Linked DNA regions of Mus musculus: regions 2, 3 and 4 are each linked to region 1. The links are chromatin contacts, called in public ChIA-PET and HiChIP or PLAC-seq maps. All regions are on one chromosome and are shown on one strand. Each heading gives the region's core, a stretch centred on a gene start, on an enhancer-like site or on the middle of the called end of the contact. The rest is flanking DNA. Distances are from core to core; before and after follow the strand shown.

Evidence for each region. HiChIP or PLAC-seq counts read pairs in DNA pulled down with a chosen protein or histone mark. ChIA-PET counts read pairs in DNA pulled down with a chosen protein or histone mark.
Region 2: a contact with region 1 is called in an RNA polymerase II ChIA-PET map of memory CD8 T cells, with 34 read pairs. The contact joins two enhancer-like sites. A contact is called at or near these places in 2 of 15 datasets of contacts at CTCF or cohesin (large pre-B cells and pro-B cells) and 4 of 115 datasets of contacts at active chromatin or transcription factors (effector CD8 T cells, embryonic basal ganglia, large pre-B cells and 1 more).
Region 3: a contact with region 1 is called in a CTCF HiChIP or PLAC-seq map of CD8 T cells, with 7 read pairs. The contact joins two enhancer-like sites. A contact is called at or near these places in 2 of 15 datasets of contacts at CTCF or cohesin (CD8 T cells and pro-B cells), 1 of 484 Hi-C or Micro-C datasets (Th1 cells) and 1 of 115 datasets of contacts at active chromatin or transcription factors (CD8 T cells).
Region 4: an RNA polymerase II ChIA-PET map of memory CD8 T cells shows a contact between it and region 1, with 11 read pairs. The contact joins two enhancer-like sites. A contact is called at or near these places in 4 of 39 promoter capture datasets (hippocampal neurons, liver, pre-B cells and 1 more), 1 of 15 datasets of contacts at CTCF or cohesin (pro-B cells), 1 of 484 Hi-C or Micro-C datasets (nephron progenitors) and 3 of 115 datasets of contacts at active chromatin or transcription factors (embryonic basal ganglia, extraembryonic endoderm stem cells and memory CD8 T cells).

What each region holds. Positions count from the first base shown.
Region 1 is chr12:117,993,736-117,996,583 of GRCm38.p6, reverse strand. Dnah11 (dynein, axonemal, heavy chain 11) reads left to right here. Exons shown (of 82, transcript NM_010060.3): 55 at 1,294-1,455. Among named protein-coding and RNA genes, the nearest start is that of Cdca7l, 150 kb to the right of the region's middle. Within about 2 kb of position 1,448, at least 42 of the 459 cell types and tissues checked have an H3K27ac peak or open chromatin away from gene starts, as enhancers often do. A contact at or near this core is called in CD8 T cells, Th1 cells, memory CD8 T cells and 1 more, where this site is marked.
Region 2 is chr12:118,410,624-118,413,471 of GRCm38.p6, reverse strand. No RefSeq gene overlaps it. Among named protein-coding and RNA genes, the nearest start is that of Gm25577, 93 kb to the left of the region's middle. Within about 2 kb of position 1,506, at least 24 of the 459 cell types and tissues checked have an H3K27ac peak or open chromatin away from gene starts, as enhancers often do. A contact at or near this core is called in memory CD8 T cells and pro-B cells, where this site is marked.
Region 3 is chr12:118,389,608-118,392,455 of GRCm38.p6, reverse strand. No RefSeq gene overlaps it. Among named protein-coding and RNA genes, the nearest start is that of Sp4, 90 kb to the right of the region's middle. Within about 2 kb of position 1,500, at least 9 of the 459 cell types and tissues checked have an H3K27ac peak or open chromatin away from gene starts, as enhancers often do. A contact at or near this core is called in CD8 T cells and Th1 cells, where this site is marked.
Region 4 is chr12:118,254,269-118,257,116 of GRCm38.p6, reverse strand. Sp4 (trans-acting transcription factor 4) reads left to right here. Exons shown (of 6, transcript NM_009239.4): 5 at 2,508-2,707. Among named protein-coding and RNA genes, the nearest start is that of Sp4, 46 kb to the left of the region's middle. Within about 2 kb of position 1,491, at least 31 of the 459 cell types and tissues checked have an H3K27ac peak or open chromatin away from gene starts, as enhancers often do. A contact at or near this core is called in memory CD8 T cells, where this site is marked.

The sequences.
Region 1 (2,848 bases), core at 199-2,698:
TTGGAACCAGGAGGGTCTCATTTTCTACCATCAACCTGTCCTAAGAAGAGAAAAGAGATACTGTCCACTCGGGCCTTTCCCAGCTGACAGATAACCTAGTTTTCAAGTATATAGCAGTGGTGGCAGGGATGGGGGTGCATAATGAATCCTTGCAGTCTCCTGTGTCTTCATGCTTTCCCTGAGCTTACACTTCTAATGGTGGTCCTCTAAAGCTCAGGACCCTTGAATGGTCACACCTACTGTGCTGACAATGAAGAGTTCCTCCCATCCACTGTCTGTGACATGATATTGCAACCAACCTCAGGCTCTACCGATGAATCCCTGTGTCTAGAGAGAGTATACAAATACACGACTGGATCCTCTGACTGTCATGTCCCCATCCATGAATCCCACCAGCTGTGCAGTGAAAATATTTGAAGAGGAACACAACTGTACGGAGTGTGCATATAACCGTACCGAGTGTGTACATACTTCTTTTTATTGTCTTGATTCCCTAAATAGCACAGAATAACAACTCCCTACACTGTTTACCTTGTCTTAGGGGCAATAAGTAATCCTAACAGGAAGGACTAATAGGTGGTTGAAGGATAATAGGTTTGACCTGTGAAAGCAATATACTTTTCATATAAGTGTTTGGAAAACCTGTGGGTATGTTAGGGATCCTGGAACTGATCCCTGGCAGATCCCAAACACAGAACAATGGCTTATTCAGATATTAATTAACTTTTAAATCATTAGCTAGTAAGAAAAAAACTTTTCTTAGCAGAAACATGCTACCCAAGTTTTAAATTTTTCTCTGAAAAATCTCAGGTGAGAACTAAAGAAGATACTTTTTATTTTAAATGCAAACAGAAATTGATGTCATTTGTGATGATAAATCTGGCTTTATTTTATTGTTTTATACTTTGCGTTGAAAAGGTATTTCAGCTTTGTGAAACCTACTGAATCATGTAACAGAAGGAATTTGCAGGTAGAAATGTTGACGATCATGGTGACTTATTTTTATGTGGCTTGTGTTAGGGAACAAGTAAAATGTCCCACTCCCAAAGGGAATCATGAGCTATGCTTGAGAGAAGAGGGGCCACATTTTGAGGAAAGCACAACTGTACTTCTGCCTGCCCTGTGGCACCGCCACTCTGAAAGTCAATGCTACCTTGCACCTTGCTGCCTGGGCTGGGGTAGCTGATTAGTGTGTCTGGCCTTGCCCCCTTCCTCATTGTCTGAGACTTCAGTGTACTGCTTGGCACACTCATCCCTCTGTTGTTTCTGACCTGTCCCCCCTCACCCCTACAGATGGTTTTTTGTTTCTCACCGGTTGGCCACACACTGCGAGTTAGAGCCCGGAAGTTCCCAGCCATAGTTAACTGCACAGCTATTGACTGGTTTCATGAATGGCCACAGGAGGCTCTGGTCTCAGTCAGCAGGAGGTTCATCGAAGAAATTGAGGGGATTGAGGTACGTTGCGTCAGCCTGAGGTAGGTACCCAGCGTGCACAAGTCTCAGTACACTATTGGCAGGAAGCTCGGTCAGCCACTTTCAGTTTCGCAATCTCTGTATCAAATATGTATCTCTTCTTTTATGTTGCTTTTCATTGTATCTGGGTTTTGTGCATTGTTGGGGGTGGGATTCTGGCCTTATGGGGTTATAAGTTATCTTTGTCACTTCTTGATGAGTTTGGTATCTCCAAATACGTTTTTAAATGTCTGTGTGAAAAAAGTAGGTTTGAAGAATAAAGAAAGCAACTGAATCAAGCCTTCCGATTTCCCAGTGGAGTTGAGGCCAGGATCCTTTCTGATTAGAGAGATTGTGTTAGAATGTGACTCCCAGAGAGCTTTGCCCTCACCTCCCATTGAGCAATAAGGTGGGAGTGCCTAGAATAGACCCAGAATTAGTGGAAGTGGCTCTCTCTAAGCCAAAATTGATTGGGGACACTTAAGTAATGTCGTAAGTTCTCACCCTCTCCCTTACTCCAGGAGCCATGATCACCCACATCCAAAGAAACATTATGGCACTTTGTTAAATAGCGTGTCCTCGGGTGGCCAGATGGTTAGAGTCTGGGTATGTTTATGAGATTGACGGTTACTATGCCGCTGTCTTTATTGCGTGGCATGTTATTTTTCCTTTGCGTCTCCTTAAAAAGGGCGTAACCCTATGGGTGTGTGTAGCTTGGGAGTGGTGAAAAGCATTCACTGCTGCATACAGGTTTTCTTTCTCCCCTAAACATGTCTATGAATCTGTTGATCACTGGACTGCAGGGGGAAGCAACATTTAACATGGCAAACACATCTGGGGTGGGAGCACATGCCTGCCTCCTCTCTCCTTCTCTCTTCCACAATCATGTGACAAGTACACGCACAAGGAAACAAGAAAAAAGAAAAGAAAAGAAACGAAAAGAAAAGAAAAGAAAAGAGAAAAGAGAAAAGAGAAAAGAGAAAAGAAAAGAAAAGAAAAGAAAAGAAAAGTCAAGTCTTCTGAAGTTGGGGGGGGGGTAGGAATTAGATCTGCACATCTAGAGAGCCATTAGTTATGATAAAAGTAGTGTTAAGTGTTACTCCCAGCCCCTAGGACAATCTTCAGGTTCTTTAATGTTGTTGAAATACTGGGGCATCATCTTATCTTCCAACAGCTGAGAAGAGAGGTTGGAAGTTCTGATTCTACAGGAATCAATGCCACATACTACTAGCAGATTTCTAGTTTCCTTGGTTCATTTTTATCAAACTTGGAACAAAAGAAGTGGGCTGGTTTCTGAATGGAGTTTTGATTCTCCTCGGTTGGTAGGAGATCCAAGCTAGCAGCTCCAGAGAAGCACACGCACAGCCTCACAGCCTGCCAGTCTTTGCTGTCCTGT
Region 2 (2,848 bases), core at 257-2,756, 420 kb before region 1:
CTGGTCTGGGCCATGTTAATGTCCAAAGGCTGTGCAGATCTGGCCCTACCTCTCACTGGTTGTGGCACCCAGGAGAGCCAACCCTGTACCTTCCTTGCCCAGACAGCACTGGCCCTGGTGGTGGGGGTGAGCTGGGCACCTGAGGACATGAGAGAGGGAGAACTGGCCCCATCCCTTGCTTAGGCAGTGTTGAAGACCCATCTCAGCCCTTTACCTGGGCAAAGCAGGAGAGCTGGCCATGGTTGCATGCTAACCAACTCAGCTACCATCCAGACTCAGATCCAGGGCTTTGAGTTGGCCCACCCCAACATTTACCCCATCTATGAGCAGCTAAAGCTTGTGAAGGGGCCTGTCCTATATATTCAAAGCTGTAGGATCTCCATGACACAATGCAAAAACAGGATGCCCAAGAGGAGTCCCACTGAGCATTTAGGATTGATGGTGTAGCAGAAGCCAGAGAAACAGACCAATGTCTCATTGCAATGAACATTTGCAATTAAAGCTGTTTGAGCAAAAGGGTATATTGTGAGACACACTGCAGTTTCCACGGTGACATTTTAAATTTTTATTTATTTTTAATTTTTGTTTTCTTTTAGGGGGAAGGTTTTAAGGCTAGAGGGCAGATATGGAGGAACAGGAAGATGGAGAGGTCCCAGTGGCCTGCATCAACACTGCTCAGGTTCAGACGTGATTTGGTCTCACTAACCTGGTGGTGATTGTCTGATCTGACTTGTCAGTGGAAACAAGTCTGGCCAACATAGCTTCCAGACACAGCTGCATTGTAAGAATCCTCCACTGGCTGGTGCCAGATTCTGTATGACTGAGGAGACTGAGCAGGAAAAATACTGATGACAAAAGGCTTCCTTTTTCCTGCCATTACAAAATCTGAGTTGCCTATTTCATCTACCCTGATTTGAGCCATGCATGCTGGGCAAAGAATGAGAGCCAGTGAGCAACTGCATGAAAGGCTGATTCACAGCCACAGGACTTTGCTCAATTATAATTACCAATATTGTTTTGGCAGCTTTGGGGAGCTGTGTGCCATGGGCTTGTGCTCAGATATATATTCTGACCTTCATGTCAGTTTAAAGCCAGCAATCACTGGACATTCAGCTTTAGAAAAGCAATAAACACATTCCTTGCTTCCGTTGGTTTCCTCCTCTAACACTGTAAACCTAGGAGGAAGGTAGTTCTGCATGAACAGATTTCTGCATGAAAAACAAGTAAGGGTAAAAGAGGAAGCTAGGTTGGTCAGGGTCCAGGTGTCGGCTTCCTAAGATGCCATGACAAAGCCCCTGACAGCTGTGATCTATCATGCCAAGTCCTGAGAAAAATCAAGGCATCAGCAGGCTATGCGTCTCTGAGGCTTATCTGGGAATTCTTCTTTGCCTCTTTCTACTTCCCGGTAACTGCCCTAGTTGCTACAGACATCTGGTAAGAGGAACTCAGTCAGTGAGTTGTCGCTATCACCTTGTCCTGTGGGCGTATCTGCTGGAGTATTTTCTTGACTAATGAGTGATGCTGGAGAGTCTAGCCCACTGTGGGTGGTGCTGCCTCCATTCTGAGTCGTATAGGAAAGCAGATTGAGCAAACCATGGCCCCTGAGCAGCATTCTTCTGTGTTCTCAGCTTCAGTTCCTGCCTCCAGGTTTATACCTGACATTCCTGCCTTGGCTGTACTTGATAAAGAAATGTAAGTTGAAGTCAAATTAACCCTTTGTCCCCCCAAAGTTGTGTTTTATCAATAGTAACAGAAACCAAACTAGAACATCAGCCCCAGGTGGTCCTTGGTTTGAACATAGATGTATCACTCCTTCGAATCAGTCTTCTCAGGGCACCGTTATTTGTTGTCTCTGTTTGTATGACACGCTTACTTTTTTTTTTTTTTTTTTTTTTAAGATAGGAGTCATGTTGGATCAGTAACACGGCTTACTCTGGTCGACCTCGACCTGACTGATTACACCTGCATTTATTTTGATTCTCAAGGTTCTATTCTGAGGTTTTAAGAAACTATGTGAAAAGCGAACAGAAGCGTAGACTTCTCATAACAAATATTAAGTACTAACGCTAAAATGTGTTAGGAAGAAGTGAATCATTATTATGGGGTCATTGAATACCAGTCCTGCTAGAGGAAACTGAGAAGAGCTCACAAATATAAGCCAAGACTGAGCTGAGACATTCAAAAGCTTGTCCTCATTCTACTCAAGACCTATAAGGAGAGCAAAAGAGAAGAAGCTTGGGGAGTTTTAACACAATTCTATTAAACCAATGGCTAACCACTGAGTTACACAGACACAGTTGTACCTTCTAGAAAGACAGGCAAAAACTGAAACCCTAAAATTATATAAAGAGAGGAAATATGAAATAAATACCCTCTGTGGTTTGCTAAAAGTAACCACAGCTCCCCCAAGACAAGCAAAACATATCATAGCTTATCTGATATGCCCACACTTGCAATCTAAATTACTTTAAGAACTGCAAAGAAATACAAGAGCTGAAAAATGCAACTAAGGGAAATAAAGAATTTACTAGATAAGTTGGACAGCAACTTGAGAAGGTAAAAGGAAGAATGATGGAGTTGGAGTTGCAGCCACAGAAGGGTCATCCCACCCAAGGACACACCAAAACCCAGCAGTGTCAGAAGCAAGTCTACAGAAACAAACAGCTGAATTGTGTGTCACAAGAGTCCCAGCAAGACTGGTGAGAAAAGGGTAGAAATATATTTGAAGATATAGTGCCTGGGAATTCCTCAATTTGATCAAAAGCTCTAACCTACAAAGCCTAGAACCTAGAAGAATCACAGAGAAGTTTGTTATGGTCAAACTGCTGAAACTCAGAAATAATCTCGA
Region 3 (2,848 bases), core at 251-2,750, 400 kb before region 1:
GAAATGTAAATACATAAAATACCCAATTATAAATAAATAAATAATAAATGAAAGTATCTCAAAGGAACAGAAGAGAGAAAATGTTAGAAAAATAATTTTATAGAAAATATTAATAGGCAAAAAGTTCAACAAATCCAAGGCAGAATAGATATAAAACCATTCTAAAATTACCATAGATTGCTAAAAGCTAAGAGGAAAGTTTGGAAGCCAAGTTGAATAACCAAGGTCAGCAAGATGGCAGTGTGTAAAGCACCTGCTATACAGAGTGAGGAGTTCAGTCATCATCAGACACAGTAATATGCATCTCTCATCCTAGTGCAAACCAAAGAGTCCCTGGGAGCTTGTGCTACCCTGGTTTACACAGTGGTGAACAAGAAAGGCTCTGTCTCAAACAAGATAGAACACAAGGACCAACACTCAGAGTTATCCTGTTCTTCACATGCACATATATGTACACTCACTTTCCCACAAAACACTATAAACACCATGCAATGCACATAATGTACATATATACACCATGCACACATCACACACAGACACCATGTACACACATATCATGCTCACACATACATACACCATACACACATACAATGCACATATATACACTATACACACACATCATACACACACACACCATGCACACACACATAATGCATATGTGTATATACTATAACCCATAACATAGACAGACACAGTATAAACACATATCAACCCCAAACATGCACACATATATATGCACACACACATCATATACACACATGCACACACACAATGTACATGTATACTCTATACACACACATCATCTACACAGACACCATGTACACCCATATTATGCCCACACATACAGACACAATGTACATATACATATCATATACACAGACATGCACACACAGTCACACATACACACATATTCACACATACACACACCATGCACAAACATACATGCATACATATGCACACACATACATACAAATGCATACATACACACACATGTACATACATGTACACTCACACATTCACACATATGCACAGATTCATACACTATGCACACGCACACAGAAATTAAGTAAGAGATGCATCCCACCAGGGAAATAATGACAGATAAATGATTTGCTCCTTCTAAATCAAATCCAGAAAACGATGGAAAGATACATTTAATGTGCTTCTCTTTAAGAGTTCAACAGCCAGCAACAACATACTCCCAAAGTGAAGAGAAAATAAAGACACTGTTAGATAAACAAAAAATAAATTTAACATAAGTGCATCTGCACCAGAAGAAAAGCTAAAGCAATTCTTCATGCTGAGCAGAAATGACAGTGGGTGCCACCAGGATCCATCAAAGGGATGAGGACAACTGTGGAGTGTGGCTTAGCACATGTTACCTGTGTGACACGCCCAGTACCACCAGAAAAATGATCAAACCCAGAGATAGCAGATAGGTGGGGTAAACATGGGAGCTGTGTCAGCAAGAGAGGGCTGCCAAAATAAACTACCATAGACTGGGAGGCTTTAATGACAGGAACAGACATTTCTCACAGTTCTGAGCTCAGAGTTCATGATGGTGGCGTGATAGGATTGGTTTGTGGTAAGAGAACATGACTCTCCTCTCCCTTGTGTGTCTACATGGTCTGATTTCTGTGTATGTGGGTCTCCTCTACTTGGAAAAGTTCATGCTAGATTAGGAACTACCAAAATAACTTCATCTTAACTTATGCCACACTGAAGACTTGAAATATACATTCTTCTAAAATGTCAAGATTTAAACTTCAATGTATCACAACTTAGCCATAACAAATCTTTTCTATTTTTTTTAAATATATGGAACTATTTTAAGCACAAATTATAGTATTATATCTGTTTCTTATCTAGCTTTATTCTGTTGCTATGGCAAACACCATGATCAATAAGCAACTTAGAATAGTGATGGGTTTATTTCATTTTATAGCCCATCACTGTGAGAAGTCAAGCAGGAACTCTAGCAGAAACTGAGGCAGAGGCAATGGAGGAAAGCTGCTTGCTGGCTTGCTTACGGGTTCATGCTCAGTTAGCTTTCTAATAAGGCCTAGAACTGCTTGCCTAGGGAATGGTGCTGTCCACAGTGGGTTAGATGCTGCTGCGTCAATTAACAATCAACATAATCTCTCAGGCCAATCTGATCTAGGCAATGCCTCAGTGGAAATTTCTGTCTTAAGTGACTTTAGACTTTGTCACATTTACAATTAAAACTAATTAGGAAAATAGGCTTATAGCATACATAAATGTGACTAAGAGCAAGAGAATTAAAGGAAATGTGCTATTTCAAAAATCTCGGGCTGGTGAGATGGCTCAGTGGGTAAGAGCACCCGACTGCTCTTCCGAAGGTCCGAAGTTCAAATCCCAGCAACCACATGGTGGCTCACAACCACCCGTAATGAGATCTGATGCCCTCTTCTGGTGTATCTGAAGACAACTACAGTGTACTTACATATAATAAATAAATAATTCTAAAAAAAAAAAAAAAAATCTCTACATTTTCTCAAAATATTTCAATATTAATTTAAAATAAACTGTGATAAAGAACTATGTCATAATCCCTAGAGAAATTGATAAAAACAACATCCAAAAGCCATAGATAGATGGACTACTGATCAAGAGATAATGATAATGTAATAAAATGTAAGAAGAATAAGATTTAAATGAGGAAAGATAATTTTTGAGGTAAAAAGAAAAACAAATAGCAAATGGCAGGACTGATAAGTCATACTGCTAATTGCTTTAGATGTGAGGAAAGGAAATATATTCTTTCTAAAGTAGAGGTTGAATGTGGGGGAGGGGCTCAGTTATCAAAGCATGTCTAGGTCTTAAGACT
Region 4 (2,848 bases), core at 242-2,741, 260 kb before region 1:
TATATACTAAATATTTTAGAGATAGTTACAGTATGTTATTATTATAGAGATACATTAATAGTGTCTAATTTTGGTTTTACTTCTTATTCCACCTTGGAGAATATCTGATTTTTTTTTTTCAGGGTAGGGGAACAGATCATCTAGTTTCTCACTGTTTAAATACAACTTTAGAACCCTGGATTAAGTTGAGGAAGCTCCCTTCCATTGCCTTTTTCTCCCCCTCTCTTTCTCTCATTTTAATCATAAAGGGTTTTTAATGCCTAACACTTTATTGCATTTATTATAATAATTATGAGCTTTTAAAAAATCTGTATAGTTGTTACAAGTCAAAGGATTTTTGCATATGTATGGTAAAACCCTCCTGGTTATGGTGTATAATTCTCTTTATAAGTGACTGGATTTTGTCTGCTGCACCCTTTTCCCCCTCCTTTCCCCCTCCCTCTCTCTGCCAGCCTCTCTTGTGTCTCTGTCTCTGGGGAATGCTGGCATCATAAGCATGTGCCATACACTGCTTAGTTTGCTGATGTTGAGGATTCTCTTCATATGTGTTCATGAGGTGCTTGTCTCTACTTTTCTTGTATATTGGCCTTCAAGTGAATTGGGAAGTGTTCCCTGTAGTTTTCTTCTTTGAACAAGTCTTTGAAAAGCTTGAAAAAGTTCACACACACACACACACACACACACACACACACACACACACACACACACACTGAGCAGGAGGTGATTATAATAGTACAAACCTTTATCCCAAGCACTAGGTAGCAGAGTCAGTTGGTTCTCTTTTAGGCCAATCTGGTTTACTTAATGAATTCCAGGACAGTCAGTGCTGTATAGTGAGACCTTGTCTCAAAACAAGCAAAAACTTATACATACAGGGGAAAGGGATTTCACGAGAAAAGCTATTTGACTCTCCGCTTTGTAGTTTTTTTTCTGACTAGTTCTTTTTGTTACAGATTTACTTTGACCATTTGTCTTTGCTTGTTTGTTTTTCAAATTTTCTGTTTAAGATGTGTCAGCCTAGGTGGTTGGTGACACTTAATGCTCCTCTAAGAGCCCTTTTATTTTCATGAGATTGATAATGATTTTTATTTGTGAGTGGGGTAATTGAGTCTTTTTGTCTTGGTTAGTTTAGCTGAAGCTTTATTGCTTTGTTGACTTCTGGGAGCATATGTTTTTTTCCGATCTCAAAGCTCACTCTCCCTGTCTACCTGTGCTTCTTTTCACAGATTCACCAACCTGTGGTTTTGCCTTATCTCGAGTAACGCTGTATCTTTCCCTCAGGTGCCTTTGCAACAGTGGTTTCCTTTTAAAAACAAGCCCTTCAGTTAAACTTCAGCTTTCTTACAGATGGTTACAGATGGTCAGTTTCTTTGAGATTGGAGTTCATTCTAGCTAGAATTGGGGCTTTTAAGTGGCAAGTGTGGTAGAGTGCTACCTGATGTAACAGCTGAGTGCTTGGAGGCAGGGACAATAGGCTCACATTTTCTTAACCTTGCCTCTTCCGGCTTGGCAGCTCTAATTTATGAACTGTGCATGAAGGTCAGGAAACACCTAGGCCATATCATTTTCATCAGTCACAATTACTGCAGAGTTCAGTAAGTTGGGCACTGGGTGCCTTTTAGCCACACTCAACAGGAGCTCAGCCTCAGCAACAGGCAGTAGAATGAGAAGCACTGTGCCCTGCCCCTCTCTGGAAGAGGCTGGAGGGAGGAAGCCCTCATGGCTGTACTGTTCTGTAACTCTCCTTTGTCATGGAGGTGGAAAGGAAGAAAAGGAGTTAGTCTTAGATCTATAGACTCCATTGTTACATACTTTAGATTTCAGAGAGAATATTAGTTTTTGCTGTTATTAGTTTTTAGGACTATGACCAGAGATTTTTGAATAGTGTATTGGGAGGTAGATTTATAATTTATTAGTTTTGCTGGGAGGGGTTCATGGAATTCCTTGTCACACTGACCTGCTCTACAAGTGAATCTTAGAACCGTATTCCCCCCGCCCCCCAAGACAGGGTTTCCCTGGCTGTTCTGGAACTCACTCTGTAGACCAGGCTGGCCTCAAACTCAGAAATTTGCCTGTCTCTGCCTCCCAAGTGCTAGGATTAAAGGTGTGCACGGTATATTTTAACTATCTTTTTGATATTTAGAGGATAATTCTCAAGAGGTTTGTTTTCTTTCCTACCTGTGGGTAGCATGCCTACAACTCCAACAATAGGGAGTCTGTGACAGGGAAATCGTGAATATGAGGATAACTGCAACATTATAGCTAGTACAGGCAGTCTGAGCTATGTAGTAGACATAAATTCTGAAGCTTACCACATTTTCATATAAGTGTTTATATAGTACATGACCATATTTGATTTTTTTTTCCTTAATGAAAAAATTTCTCATGTGTTTTTGTTCAGACATACTCAGAAAAGCATTTTCTAATCATGTAGATGGCCTACCTGTGTTTTTGGCACAGATAGAAGCTGAGTTTAGGGTATAATGGTATTGGTTTTGTTCTGTTAGGGGCAGCAGTGAACCAGGAAAGAAGAAGCAGCATGTTTGCCACATTGAAGGGTGTGGGAAAGTATATGGCAAGACCTCTCACCTCCGAGCACATCTCCGATGGCACACTGGAGAAAGACCGTTCATATGCAACTGGATGTTTTGTGGCAAAAGATTCACAAGGAGCGATGAGCTTCAGAGACACAGAAGGACCCACACAGGTTAGTTGGTTTCTCTTGGAGAGAGAGATACTACTTCGTTTTCGAGTGCTTAGTGAAAGTTGCACTGTTGAAGGTCAAGATGCCTTGCTTTCTTTCTGACATACATTTATTTTACTTACTAAATTTTATCACCAGATTTAT